3 separate regions of the Mus musculus genome follow, and all the other regions are linked to region 2. A link is a contact called in public Hi-C and HiChIP or PLAC-seq data. All regions are on one chromosome and are shown on one strand. The core of a region is the stretch at or near the end of the contact, and the rest is flanking DNA. Distances in the headings are between cores, read along the strand shown. Region 1 holds the start of 4930543E12Rik (RIKEN cDNA 4930543E12 gene). Region 2 has its middle 8.0 kb from the start of Gm39071. Region 3 overlaps Tead1 (TEA domain family member 1).

The links. A called contact is a pair of places that touch in the nucleus more often than the background predicts. HiChIP or PLAC-seq counts read pairs in DNA pulled down with a chosen protein or histone mark.
Region 1: a contact with region 2 is called in a Hi-C map of cerebellum, with 2.3 times the contacts expected there. The contact joins the promoter of 4930543E12Rik here to the enhancer-like site in region 2. A contact is called at or near these places in 1 of 15 datasets of contacts at CTCF or cohesin (embryonic stem cells), 7 of 484 Hi-C or Micro-C datasets (the N1E-115 cell line, cardiomyocytes, cerebellum and 4 more) and 3 of 115 datasets of contacts at active chromatin or transcription factors (the NIH/3T3 cell line, fibro-adipogenic progenitors and pancreatic cancer cells).
Region 3: an HNF4G HiChIP or PLAC-seq map of pancreatic cancer cells shows a contact between it and region 2. The contact joins two enhancer-like sites.

What each region holds. Positions count from the first base shown.
Region 1 is chr7:113,140,324-113,144,688 of GRCm38.p6, forward strand. 4930543E12Rik (RIKEN cDNA 4930543E12 gene) reads right to left here and starts at 1,692. Exons shown (of 6, transcript NR_045978.1): 1 at 1,496-1,692; 2 at 571-666.
Region 2 is chr7:112,177,755-112,181,966 of GRCm38.p6, forward strand. No RefSeq gene overlaps it. Among named protein-coding and RNA genes, the nearest start is that of Gm39071, 8.0 kb to the right of the region's middle. Within about 2 kb of position 2,642, at least 72 of the 459 cell types and tissues checked have an H3K27ac peak or open chromatin away from gene starts, as enhancers often do. A contact at or near this core is called in the N1E-115 cell line, cerebellum, fibro-adipogenic progenitors and 2 more, where this site is marked.
Region 3 is chr7:112,717,714-112,722,263 of GRCm38.p6, forward strand. The region is part of intron 1 of Tead1 (TEA domain family member 1); the gene reads left to right. Among named protein-coding and RNA genes, the nearest start is that of Tead1, 41 kb to the left of the region's middle. Within about 2 kb of position 3,113, at least 151 of the 459 cell types and tissues checked have an H3K27ac peak or open chromatin away from gene starts, as enhancers often do. A contact at or near this core is called in pancreatic cancer cells, where this site is marked.

The DNA.
Region 1 (4,365 bases), core at 442-2,941, 960 kb after region 2:
ATTCTCTCAACTTGGCGGTTGACTGACAGAGTGCTAAAGATGTTTGGAGCTTCATCTCTGCAAGAGCCTCCAAAAAAGAACAGGCAGGCGAGTCACCGAGCGAGTCGTTCATCTTGGCTCCACTCATGGCTCTCTCAGGCCTTAGCACCACTTCTCACTCAACAGACACAGCACCTCCATCATTCCTGGAAGGCGTGGAGACTGAAGACCAAGAAAAAGCACAAACCAATAAAAGCTGACGTGGAGCTTAGGTCTGTCTAAGCCAGAAGGGTGCTGTAGCAATGTTACCCTGTTTGTTCTGGGTTCAATAGAAGACAGGCCCACCAAAATTGGGTGCTGATCTTTTGTATACATGTGATCTATGCACGTGTTCCTGTGATGTTCCTATGGGGTATATACTGTGTGTTCAGTTGCATGTACACCTGTGTTTACATTCTTGGGGAGGTCAGAGGTCAATGACAAATATCTTTAATTGTTCTCCACTTGATTGATCATCAGTGCTTTGGAGGTTTAACATATGTTTTTTTTTTAAAGAGTTTTTTTATGTCTATGAGTGTTTTGCTTGCATACCTGATGCCCTGGGAGAAGAGACGAGGGAGTCAGATCCTTGGAGTTAGAGCTGCAGTTCTGGATGGATGTAGGTACTAGAAATTGAACCCAGGTTCTCTGCAAGATAAGGAAGAATTCTTATCTTCAAAGCCATCTCTCCAGCCCCACCATTTTGGGTCTTGAAGACAGGGTCTCATAGAACCCAGACTGATCCTGCTGTTTCTGTCTCCCACAGGTTGGCTTATAGGCACTAACCACCACACCTAGATTTCCATCTTCTTTTTTTAAAACAGTCTTCTATTGAATTTGACACTCACAGATCCAGCTAGATTGGCTGGCCAATTAACTCTGAAATTGACTGATTCCACCCTTAACCCCCCAGTGCTGGGATTGTAGATATGTACCACACGCAGCTTTGAGATGGATTCTGGGATCTGAATCCAGGTTCTCTTGCATGTGTGTCACACTCTCCTCACTGAGCCACCTCCCAGCCTTGAACACCCATCCTTGACAAGACAAGATGTGGGCAAGGACAGCATCCCTGGGAAAACACGGTATTCTCCTTTCTGGTTTGTGGCTGTGACAAAACACTGACTAAAAGCAACGTAGGGAGGGGAAAGGGATTATTTGGCTTATGGGTCACAGTTCATCACTGAGGGAAGTCAGGGCAGGAACTCAAGGTAGGAACCTGGAGGCAGGAGGTAAAGCAAAGAAGACAGAGAAACGCTGCCTACTGGTTTCCCTGCGTCTTTCTCTGTTTCCTTTCTTACACAACCTAGGACCATTTGCCAAGAGGTGGTACTGCCCACAGTGGGCTGGGCCCTCCCACATCAATAGTTAATCATGAAAATACCCACAGACATGTCAATGTGATAGAGGCAATCCCTCAACTGAAGTTCCCTCTTCTCAGGTGATGCTAGTGCGTGTCAAGGTGACAAAAACTCACCAGCACACACAGTTTTCAGTGATGGTTATGACGAGCACCTGCCCCAGCCACCAACCTGCTCTTTCCCGTGTCCCTCTTTGCACCTTGACTGCAGTGCCAGGAGCTTTTTCTCCTGTCCACCCCCACACAAGGACATAAAAGCCCCTTTCTCCTAGCTTGCCGCTTAATTACAACTTACTGCTCCTTGTCCCAGCACTGCCATGGCAACAAGTAGCATTGGTACAAGAGTCAAAAGCAAGAAAGGTTGCCTGGCAACAGAGTAGTAGGATGAATTCAGCGATCCCAGAGGCCCAAGTTCTAGCTTGGGTTCTGACTACCTGGGACACAGCAGATAAAAACCGAGCTCCCCTGCACTTTGATTAGCCTTGGGGATTGTATTGTTATTTGTGAAACAAAGGTAGGAACAACGTTGGTCTCAGAGGACTGCTGTAAAGAGCAGCTCATTCCACTTATTCTGGGTCGCTGTTGTTGGGAGAGAAAAATCGCACGTGTGGACTAAGCACAAAGCAAACCAATGTCAAAGACAGACCAAGGTCAAAGGCAGATTACTTTCTGAAGACTGAGCTGCAGGAGTGTCAGTCACTTTGGTGCCATCTCTTTGTTATGGTCTCCTTCCTGTAGCCTCTTTGATAGTGTCTCCTGGGAGGATCATCAAATGTGTCAGTTATAATTCAAATGTAGATGCTGTTCGGCCAATCAACTTTATCTCTAGGAATCTTTGATATGGAAATACATGAAAATGTTTTCAAGCTGAAAACTGAATATGAACCCAAGAGGCCATTGAAGAGGGGACAACAGCACATCAAGCAGTGGGACCAATGGGATGCTGTGCAGTTTGAGAGGAGTCATTTGTCCAGTGATTGCTATTCTTGTTTTGTTTTGTTTTTTGTTTTGTTTTGTTTTTTGAGACAAGTCCCCATGTAGCCGGAGCTGGCTTCAGGTTTGCTAGGTAGCCGTATGACCTTAAACTTCTGATCTTCCTGCTTCCACCTCCTGAGGGCTGGGAGTCTAAGCATGTATCACCAACCTCAGTTTAATGCTGTGCCGAGGATAGAACCCAGGTCCTGCACATCCTATACCAACTGTGTCACATCCTCAGCACTTAGGAATTGGGGCCACTGAATATTACCTGCTACTGATTGTTCCCTGTAGTCCCTCAAGGCCCTGTGAAGAGGTCATGCCATTTGTAACAGCAAGATACTAGAAAACAAAATGGCCAGCATTTGAAATTAAAGTAACACTCTGTAGGGTTAAAAAGGTAGCTCTTCATTCAACAACAGACAAGGGGGTCTCTAAAATAAGATGTGTAGCAAATGAAGGCAAATGGCAGACAGACACACCCTTTCCAAAGATGTACCTACAAACACATCTCAAAATGCCTGGGAGGACTTGTCTCAGAGTATAAACAGTCACTTCTTGTTGCTTCCAGAAGAGGTGATAAATGCTTAAATATCCTCAAATGTTGTGTATTCCATTCCACCCACCTGAAAAGCCAGCCAGGGCCAGATAAACACCATTACCTCGCTAGCATACAGCAGTGGGCCTCACGATACTCTCCAAGTCCTTGTTGTCTCTATCACAATGTTGACACTTTAATCAGTTGCTTATGTGTTTCACACTCAGCCTCCCAAGTAGACTAAGAGCTCTGGGGTTGCAGAATCATCTTTTTATTGCTTACTCCAGGGTCTCCCCAGCCTCCCTAGGACATTCATTAAAATGAGAGGTTGAAACCTTGATGGAACAAGCCGAAGTCACCCTAGCTGCCGTGGGTTCATATCCACTCGTGTTGGGCAAGCATGCTCTAAGGGAGAGTTGGTTAGAGAAGAAGCTGGGTGGAAACTGCCCAAACAAGTCGGGATGTTGGCATGACGTTCACAATCTGGGCAGCAGGTGGCGCACATGACCTAAATTTCTTAGGCCATTCACAGAGAGAAGGATGTAGGGGAACCAGCAAAGTGGAGAATGTCATTCTCAGGTGTCTCCGGGCAGATGCTCTGTCCTCTGCCCCAGGATGTGACCCTAGCCTCTGCCTTCCACCCTTTGCTCTCACCCTCTCCAGTCCATCTATGCTCCCTCTGAAACCACACTTTTCTCATGGAGCACCAGAGCTCTCAATCCCACCAGTGACAATGGGTATCCTTAAAAATGATCAAAGGAGCAGAGGCTAGCCCAGGACTCAGTTCCAAGTTGTTGTTGGTTGTGTCCCCTCCACCCTTTGCCAAGCCAGGATCACTTAGGAAGAGGGATCATCATCCGAGGCTTGAGATGTTGCTCGGTTGTAAGACTGCTTGCCTAACATGCACGAAGCTGGGGATCCATTCCCATAAACTCATAAGCCAGGCATGGTGGCTGTCTCCGTTGGTTTCCTGTTGCTGTGATTCAGTCCACGGCCAAAAGCGACTTGGGAAGGCAAGGTTTATTTGCCTTATACTTCCACATCATAGTCCAAGGAAGTCAGGGCAGGAATGTGAGCCGGAACTTGAAGGCAGGAAGCGAAGCAGAGGCCATGGAGAAATGCTGCTTACTGCCTTGCTCTCCATGGCTTGCTCAGCCCACGTTCTCACATAACTCAGAGTCTCCTGCCCAGGAGTGGCATTTCATACAGTGTCCTGGACACTTCCACGTTAATCATTAGTCAAGAAAATTCCACACAGACTTACCTGCAGGGTAATCTGATAGAAACTTTTTTTTTTTTCAGCTGAAGTTCCCTTTTCCAAGATGACCCTGGCTTGGGTCAGGACAGTGACACATATCTGTAATCCCACAACTTGGAGAAGAAACAGGAAGGTTTAAAGTTCAAGGTCATTCTCAACTATATTGTGAGTTTGAGGCCGGCTTGGACTACAGGAGACCCTGTCTAAAGAAAATTA
Region 2 (4,212 bases), core at 1,392-3,891:
TTTAGTGTTTTACCTTTTTGTGCACACACACACATGTGTACATGCACGTTATTAGTGCACCTGTTGAGGTGAGAGGTCACCTTTTGGTATCATGTCCTCTTCTGCTATGTGGGTCCCAGGGATCAAACTCAGGACACACACCCTAGTGTTACCAGACCTAGTGTCACCAGCCCTAGTGGCAAGTGCCTTCACCTGCTGAACTGTTTTGCTGGCCCTTAGTTTGTTTTTTATTCTTTGACTGTTGCATATAAGTTTATATTTTATTTATATAAATTTACATATTAATTTATACATTAAATATCAATATACATTTATAATTTTATCCCGTCTCACTCAAATTACTCTTGCTATCCCCCTCTCCTGCTGAAACCCTTATTTACAAGTCTGTCCCTTTTTTGTGCATGCGTTATCCACTGAGTTTAAGTATGGCTACCTGTGTAAGCATGGGTAGGGGGCCATTTACTGGAGCAGCATATCAGCAGCTACATCACTGAATAAAGTGACATTCTTCTCAGAGCCACTTTCAACTGCTACCTTATTTATTTTCTTGAGACTGGGTTTTCCGTAGTAGCCCAGACTGCCTTCAAATTCACTATATAACTGTGGACAACCTTGAACTTCTAATAATCTTGTCTTCAGGTCCTGAGTGCTGGGATCATAGGTGTGTGCCACCACTGTGCTGTGTCCCCAGCCCCTTCTTCATAGTGTCTAATGTTTTCCATGAATTCTACCTTAAACACAACTCTAGATTATTGCATAGAATTGTTATGGGAGTACCAAATGCTATTATTTAGTGTGTGTGTGTGTGTGTGTGTGTGTGTGTGTGTGTGTGTGTGTGTGTGCTGTGATGTAATGTGTGTAGTTGTCTGTGTCACTGCATTGTGTGTGTGGAAGGGGTATCCATGTGCATGCCCAGGGAAGTCAGGGGTTGATGTTTGTCTTGTTTTAAGACAGGGTTTTGTGTTAAACCTGGACCTCACTAGCTAGGCTAGTCTAATTGATGAATATGCTTTAAGGACCCATCTGTCTCTGTTTCCTCTCCCCAGTGTCAGGGTTACAGACCACAGAGCTCACTTTTTATATGGGTTCTAGGGATCTAAACTCAGTCCTGACACTTGCAGGGCAAGCACCTCGCCAACTGAACCATTGCCCCAGCTCAGTGCATAGTATTTTCTCGTTTGAAACAGAGTCATGGGGCTGGAGAGATGGCTCAGCAGTTAAGAGCACTGACTGTTCTTCCAGAGGTTCTAATTTCAATTCCCAGCAACTGCAGGGTGGCTCACAACAATCTATAATGGGATCTGATGCCCTCTTCTGGCATGCAGGTGTACATGTAGAAAGAGCGCTCATATACAAAATAAATCTTTTTAAAGGAAAAAAGAGAGTCATACAAGATAGCCCAGGTATTGAACTCCCAGTCCTCTGACCTCAGCCTCCCGTGTGCTGGAACTACACAGGTGCCAGCTGCTGTACTTGGCTTAAGTTTTATCTTTATAGACATAGTGTGTGCTCTAAAGTGAGTCTACTTCTGTCTCTGTGCTTTGGCTGTCTCTGTCCTCTCCTGTTCTCAGGAGTCCTGAGGGTCTTGAGTATAAAGATGCTGAAAGGGGTAAGGTGGACGGAACAGGTCAGGAGCTTCAGATGCCACTCTCCACGAGCAGAATAGTCTGAGGACACTCTGGACACAGAGAAAATAAAAAAACAGAAGAAACAAAAACCAAAACCCTCTGAGTTGTAATAGCTGCGTTTGCAGACTTGGACTTTAAAATGAAGCCATCACAGAGTAGCATACAACCCCCTTGAGTCTCCCCTTAACTCAGGCCTGGCCTGAGCTTCTCAAGCCACGTTCCAGAGTGGCTGCAGCAGGGATCCCTTTAGCCCATGGCTGTAGCCAAAAGCAGTGGTTATGTTTTAAAACTCACCCTGCTGCTACATATTTTACTTCTTTGTAAGCTTTAGATATTTAAAAATAAAATCCTAAAGATAAGTGAGATGTGTGTGTGTGTGTGTGTTTGGCGGGGGGGGGGGGTTCCATGCCTGTGATCTACGCATTTTCGAGGCCTAGAAGATTGTGAGTTCGAGGCCAGCCTGGTCTATGTGATAAAATCTCATCTCAAACCAACCAACCAGCCAGCATCCCTTAGTAAGGAACCACATTGATTGATCTGTGGAGGTCATCATCGTCCTTCCCCTGCCCTCGTGCTTACACCCGTGAACACCCACAGGGTGTTTGTGCGATGCGGGTGCTCTTCTCCAAAGTATTAGGCATACCTCTGGGTACAGAATTCATTTGGAGCAGGACTTGGCCTTGGGTCTAAAACCTGCTCAACATTTAAGTGTGCACCCAGAGGAGCATTTGTTGCAGCAGAATTCCGAAATCTGAGCAACCTTTGGCAGCTGAAGGCTGAGAGGGAAAAACAAACAAACAAACCCAACAACCCATCCAGAGCCTTTTCCCAAAGCTGAAATGTTTACGTTGGATGCAAATATGGCCTGAGGTTTCAGGAAGAGGGTGGGGATGGTTAAGGGTGGAGGGCCGTGGGAACAGCGCCACCTTGTGGTCTCATCATTACTTTCCAGAGCAGCTATAGCTGCAGTGCCAGCTGCCACCAGACTGGGGCGGACATTTTGGACTTAGGACTTTGATTCGGAGACTGGGAGACATCTGCACTAGAACCTAGCTCCGACAGGCCCAGCTGCCTGACTCAAAAGACTTCATTAAAGACTACTCTGGCACAGCTACATAGTTGTTGAAGAAGAGGCGGGGGGGGGGGGCGGGGGAGAAGGGCGTGTGGCTGGCACTCATGAGACCATTTGGATCTGGAGGGACTGGCAGAGAGCCTGGAAGACCACGCCCAAGCTGGGAAGCTGGGGAACCAGGCGGTCTGCATTGGGAAGGCAGAAGGCAGATGGGTTGGCCACTCCTTCCCTTAGCTCTGTCTTGGTGTGTCTATTGGTCTCTCCCGTTGCTGCCCCCCATCACCCCAACACAGGGTACCAGGAAGGTAAAATAAGATGGCAGTTTCCTAGAACATCGGAAGTCCCAGAGGCACCCGGAGCTCTTCCCTTCCTCACCTTCTCAGTGGGACTCTCAAGCACAACACATCTCTGTCTGAGACAAAGATGACTGCCACCACAGGCAGGGAACACGAAAGTCATCTGTGCTTTTTTCCTCTAACAGCTACATCAAAATAAGTATACGAAGCAAATAAAAATTAATTTGGATACTATATTTTGTTTCATCCAACAGATCTGATGTCTTGGCATTTTAACATGTTAAGAAAATAGAATTCAGAGCTAGGCATTGTGGTACACAGCTGTAATTCCAGTGCTTGAGAGACTGAGACAACAGGATTGTGAACTAGAGTATCCTGGACTAAAACAGAGAGACCATCTGACAAACAAAGATAAACAAAAGAGTAATGTTATCTTTAGCTCCACTTCCCACCCTGGTTCTAAGGCTTTGGGATTCTGTATGTATTTTACTAGATTGGAAACACACAGATGCACACACACACACACCAGCAGCAGTTAGCACAAGAAAGGACATAGGATTCTTTGGTAGTTGGTAGAAGAGACCAACATGACCTGGCAAAGTCACATGGAGGCATTCACACTGGGCCATGGTGGCTGTGTGAGATTTAGAAAATGAAGTGACGAGTGTTTGGCCTGAGGAAGATGGATTATCCATCCCTGTTCTACTGGATCATGTCTGTCTCCCCTCCAATCTCCCCCCATCAGTACACACACACACACACACACACACACACACACACACTCTCATGTATGCACACACAGGTGTGGAGGTCAGAGCGCAGCTTCAGATGTCTCTCCTCAGGCATTGCTCGCCTTGATTTTTGAGACAGATTGCTCACTGACCTAGAACTCACTGAGTAGCCTAGTCTGGCTGGCCAGTGAGCCTGAGATCTGCCTGTCTCCGCAGCAGTGCTGTGATTCCAAGCACACACCACCACACATGGCTCTTAAAAATGATTGTTATTTTAAACAAACAAACAAACAAACAAACAAACAAACCAGGGGTTCTGGAGCCCCAGTCGGACCCTCCCGCTATCAAGCCAGCATTAATGACTGAGATGCTCTCTGGAGTTTTAAAGGATTGACAAAGATCAATAGCAGAAACTTCTCTGGATGCTGTAGAAAAATGTTTCAGGCTGACCCAGTGACCCCATCCCATAAGCCTCTGTGACCCAG
Region 3 (4,550 bases), core at 1,863-4,362, 540 kb after region 2:
AGGCAGTTAGGGTTCTGGGTCCACCCCTCTCCCTGGAGCCTTGCTTGCTGGTTTTGAATCTGCTAATGTGAGACCTTCAGTGAGGAAGTTTATCTTGGTGGTCAGTGGAACAGCATCCTGCCCCCACTTCCTGGCTTCTGACCCACCAGCTCTCTGCTTTAGGGATGATCAGTGGCTCTTGTTGTTTATGGAAGTGCCCAGTGGGGTTTGTACCAGACCTTTCCTGACCCATGAGTCATCTTTTTTTTGTAGTAGTCGAGTGTGTGTGTGTGTGTGTGTGTGTGTGTGTGTGTGTGTGTTTCAGATTCTGCCTGCCTGCTTTCCAGCTCTCTCACTCTCATCTCATCTTGTGCTTGTCCTTTGCAGTTTTAGACACCTGTCCCATTCTTGGCACTGTGCTAATTAAGTATGGGGCATGTGTTATCAAATGTCTTGTGAGCCCAGGGATGATTTCATCTGCAAAGAAGAAGCTAGGAAACACCACTGTCTTGTGCCCTCTGTTCTTCTAAACACTACAACTGTTTTGCGGTGAAGTGTTGAATGGAGAGAGCGCCAGCCTCTGAGTAAAGCCCCCACCCCTCCTCTGCAGTTTGATGTGGGTGGGGAGATGGGCATAGGAGTGTGGATATTGGGACTTGGAAGCTGTTGGCCCCGTCCCCATGCTCCTCGCTCTTCAGTGCTCCCCCGTGCTCCTTGGTGTGTGTGTGAGAGTTGCCTGGAGAGCTCGTTTAAAGGCAGGCTGTGGACCCTCACTTTAACATGCTCACCTTTACCCTGCTCTAACAGAGGACTGACCTGGAGACAGTGCTGGAACCTCTTCCTTTTACTGAGGGAGAAACTGTTTTCCAAAGAGGAGAGTGGCCTTGGAATGAGACACTGCAGTGGTCAGTGTGGACCATCTCTGGATATTGCTGTCACCTCATAGCCTCTTGCAGACAGCCTGCCTAAAGGCAGTTCTTTTTTTTTTTTTTTTTGAGAGACAGGGTTTCTCTGTATAGCCCTGGCTGTCCTGGAACTCACTTTGTAGACCAGGTTGGCCTCGAACTCAGAAATTCGCCTGCCTCTGCCTCCCGAGCGTTGGGGTTAAAGGCGTGCGCCACCACACCCGGCCTAAAGACAGTTCTAACCCTCTTCTCAGTCACCTTTTCTTCTTCAAGCTTCTTGCTGGGAGTCACACATGTCACTGGGGGCAAAGCTAGGACACAGGCTCCAGGATTAAGTGTGGTCTGTCGACTACCCCCTTCCCGTGCGCCATTGGTGTTGATTCTCCTTTAAATGTGAGCAAAGCAGTTGTCTCTATACCCTACATTTTTTTCCTTATTTCACAAAACAAACAAACAAAAAAACCAAAATAATAACTATCATGACAACAAAAAAAATCTCTAATAACAATAAAGGAAGCAAAACAAAAGAGCAGAAAAAAAAGAGAGCTCTTTTAAAATAACCAGTAGACCCCCACACTGAAGTGCTTTGTCATGTATCTGTAGGCTTGCCACCACAGAGACCGTAAGCAAATGCTTTTCTCATGGCTGTCTTTCTCAGGATGACTTTTGATGGTCTCACCCTGCATCCTACAGACTGACTGAGTTTACTTTCCCAGTTCTTTGTTGTTGGGTATTTAGATGTCTCTCCTCCCCCTCCCCCCCCCCCCGATTTTATGATGTTAATAAATGATACTTTGAGATGCAGACTTACTGTGATTGTAGATTATTTTCTTAGGGTCAGTTTCCAGAAGCAGGATTTGATGAGTTAAAAGACAAAAGAATTTTTTTAGTTCTCAATGGCTACTGACTCCTAAGTTGTTTTCCAGAGGAGTGTCTGGAGCTCCACTGTGCTGCAACATTGTGGCCCACTGCAGATGCTGAGTGTTTTACAAAGGCTTGGGTCAGGGGTGCACGTGTTCAGTTCTTTCTTGGATCGTGGAAAGGTTGCATATGGCTTGACTTATTCTTCTTCTTAAGCTTTTATTTCCTTTGCTTTTTATGGGCAGCTCCTAGCTAGCTAGCTCAGGTCAATTTTTTTTCCCCCTATGTAGAATTTTTTAGATTCCGGGATTTTACAGATAAAATACAAACCAACTAAATTAACAACTGAGCCCAAATGTCCATCTGTATAATAAATACTTTGGACATATTTTATGGTTGGATTAGCTGTTTGTGATCTTAACTTCCTTACAGGTCACGAGTTAATAGGGTGACATTCGGAGAGTTGGGGGTCTTTTCCTCTTCTTTTTAGACTTCTCTTTGTTCTCCCCCCACCCCCCCGCCCCGCTCCCATTTCCTGTCCCCACCCCCATGCACTATGTTTGTGTCTTTGGAGATAAAAACATAAAAGGAATGGTTTTTAGTCACACGCCTTCAACTCTCTCACAACGCAGCTTTCCTAAATGATGTACTATAGACTGAGAAGAGAATCGCGGCATTGTAACAAATAGCCTGTGACTAAAGCAGGAAATCTCAGAGAGGTGTGTTTGAGGGTGTAATCCTAGCTGGTAGTATGGGGGAGTCTGACGTGTTTTTCAAGTTGGTCTTGACTCACCCTGTTCTTTCTGGAATGTTTGCTATCCTCAGTATGACAGCGTCGCCTTGATGACAGGCTCTCTCACTGGGCCATGCATACCAGGGCCCCAGAACTGGTTTGCTTATTTGCCTGGGGAGAACTGTGGAAACACCCCCTGCAAGGGGGGGGGGGCTTGCCACAGCAGCACTCAGCGTCTGACGGGCACTCGGTGACTGGGCTCCAGGCTTGCACTGGGGATGCCAAGGTTAGGTCTGGCCTCACAGTGCCGCCCTCTCCTCCAACCCTCCCTCACTCCTCCCTCACTTAATGGTGGCCGCTCTACCTGGGTGATGCTGGCCGGGTGCTTGCCTGGTGGGAGAATCTAAAGTTGGCAGTGTAGCCGGGTGTGCGGTGGCTCTGTTGCTATTTAATTTGTTAATGAAACACGGAGCCCATCCCCCCTCCTGCACACCTCTCCGCTGTTTGCGATGAGGCACAATTAATTTATTTGTGCTGTCTGTGGAGGCGGATGGCGGCTAATGCAGTGAGGGCTTTTATCTTTACGTTTGTAATGAAGAGGAGCAGGCTGCTGGCAGATTGACAAGGCTTACAGATGACTCACTAGCCGGCTGCAGATGCTTTCTTCTGAAATAATAAAATGTGCACTCGCAAGCCGGGTTCCTGCGTGAAACAGGCAGAGCTGGTTTGGGAAAGTTCATGCAGAAGAAAGAAGAAGAAAAAGGCGGGAAGCTCCCTGTGGGCTGCCTGGCCCGACTGGCTGGACTGGGGCAGGGCTCCTCTTGCCCTTTTTGGAAGGGGAACTCCTAGCCTCCCCTCCCTGCTCACTCTCCAGGTTGGCTCATTTCTGTTGCCGCAGACACCATGCTCACAACCACCTCTCTTGGGGTCCTATCGTGAATCACGTGGTGAGGCCTGCCTAGGAGGCCCCAACGTTTGCAGCCCATTTGCTCTCAGCCTGCAAGTGTATCTGGGGTTCCTCTGGCCTTTGTGTCTCTGGGTCTGGGCTTTGGTGGTGGCCTTGTTTATCATGAGTGACATTCTGTCACCTACTCTGACATAACAGTTACTATAGCAGTTTATCTAATAACTGCTACTTAATTCAGGAAAACTGCATTTTCTAAGTTGGAGGCATGTGGACTAAAATGACTATTCTCTTGACTTTCCAGTTGGGATATTCTGACATTGAAACGTTTTGTGAGTTGGATTTGTTTTATTCCTCATTCTAGAGATGAGGAAATGGAGATGGGTAGAGATTAAAATAATGTGTCTGTAATCACAAGGGAAGGTACTGACCTTGAAAGCCAAATGTCCAAAACTTGACCTTAAGATCTTTCCATGACACTGATATTCTAAGGATGAAATAAAACATTCATAAATGGCTGACCATTGCAGTTTAAGAATTAGATGAGATTATCTATATATCTATATATATTTATGGTATATTTCTATAGTTCTGTAGGCTAGCTGGAAACCACAAGATACTTAAAAGTTACCTTTTAAGCGTACCTGCAGTTCATGTGGTTTAGGCAGGTGGATTGTCCTGTGTTCGAGATCAGCCTGGGCTGGACTACAGACCGTGACCCCTTAGAACCAATGGGTATGGGGGAAAGCTGAAAGTCTGCTATGGGTCTGAGAAATGCATTGTAAAGTATACTTAAGTACTGAATCAGTTGCAGAGGGCCAAGTGTCAGCGTCCAGTTGCACCTGTCTCCTGTGCCAGCAACACAGACATGAACATGTTATCCTAACTGAGCCAGAAGGAGCTATGGGGATCTTACAGATGGAGCGACTCTGAGGATACTATTCACTTATCTAACCCATGCATGCCCACAATAATCAGCTGAGCTCCCACCGGGCTGGGAGACAGGCTTAGGCTGTGAGCAGAACATGCAGGCCTGTCTCCAAGGAACTTGCAGTCAGTGGAGGAGAACACAGTTGAGCAGGCACTGCCATGGCCAGTGACAGGAACAGTAATGAAGAAGTTGGGACATTCGAGTGCTCCTAGTAGGGTAGAGGGACATTGAGAAAGA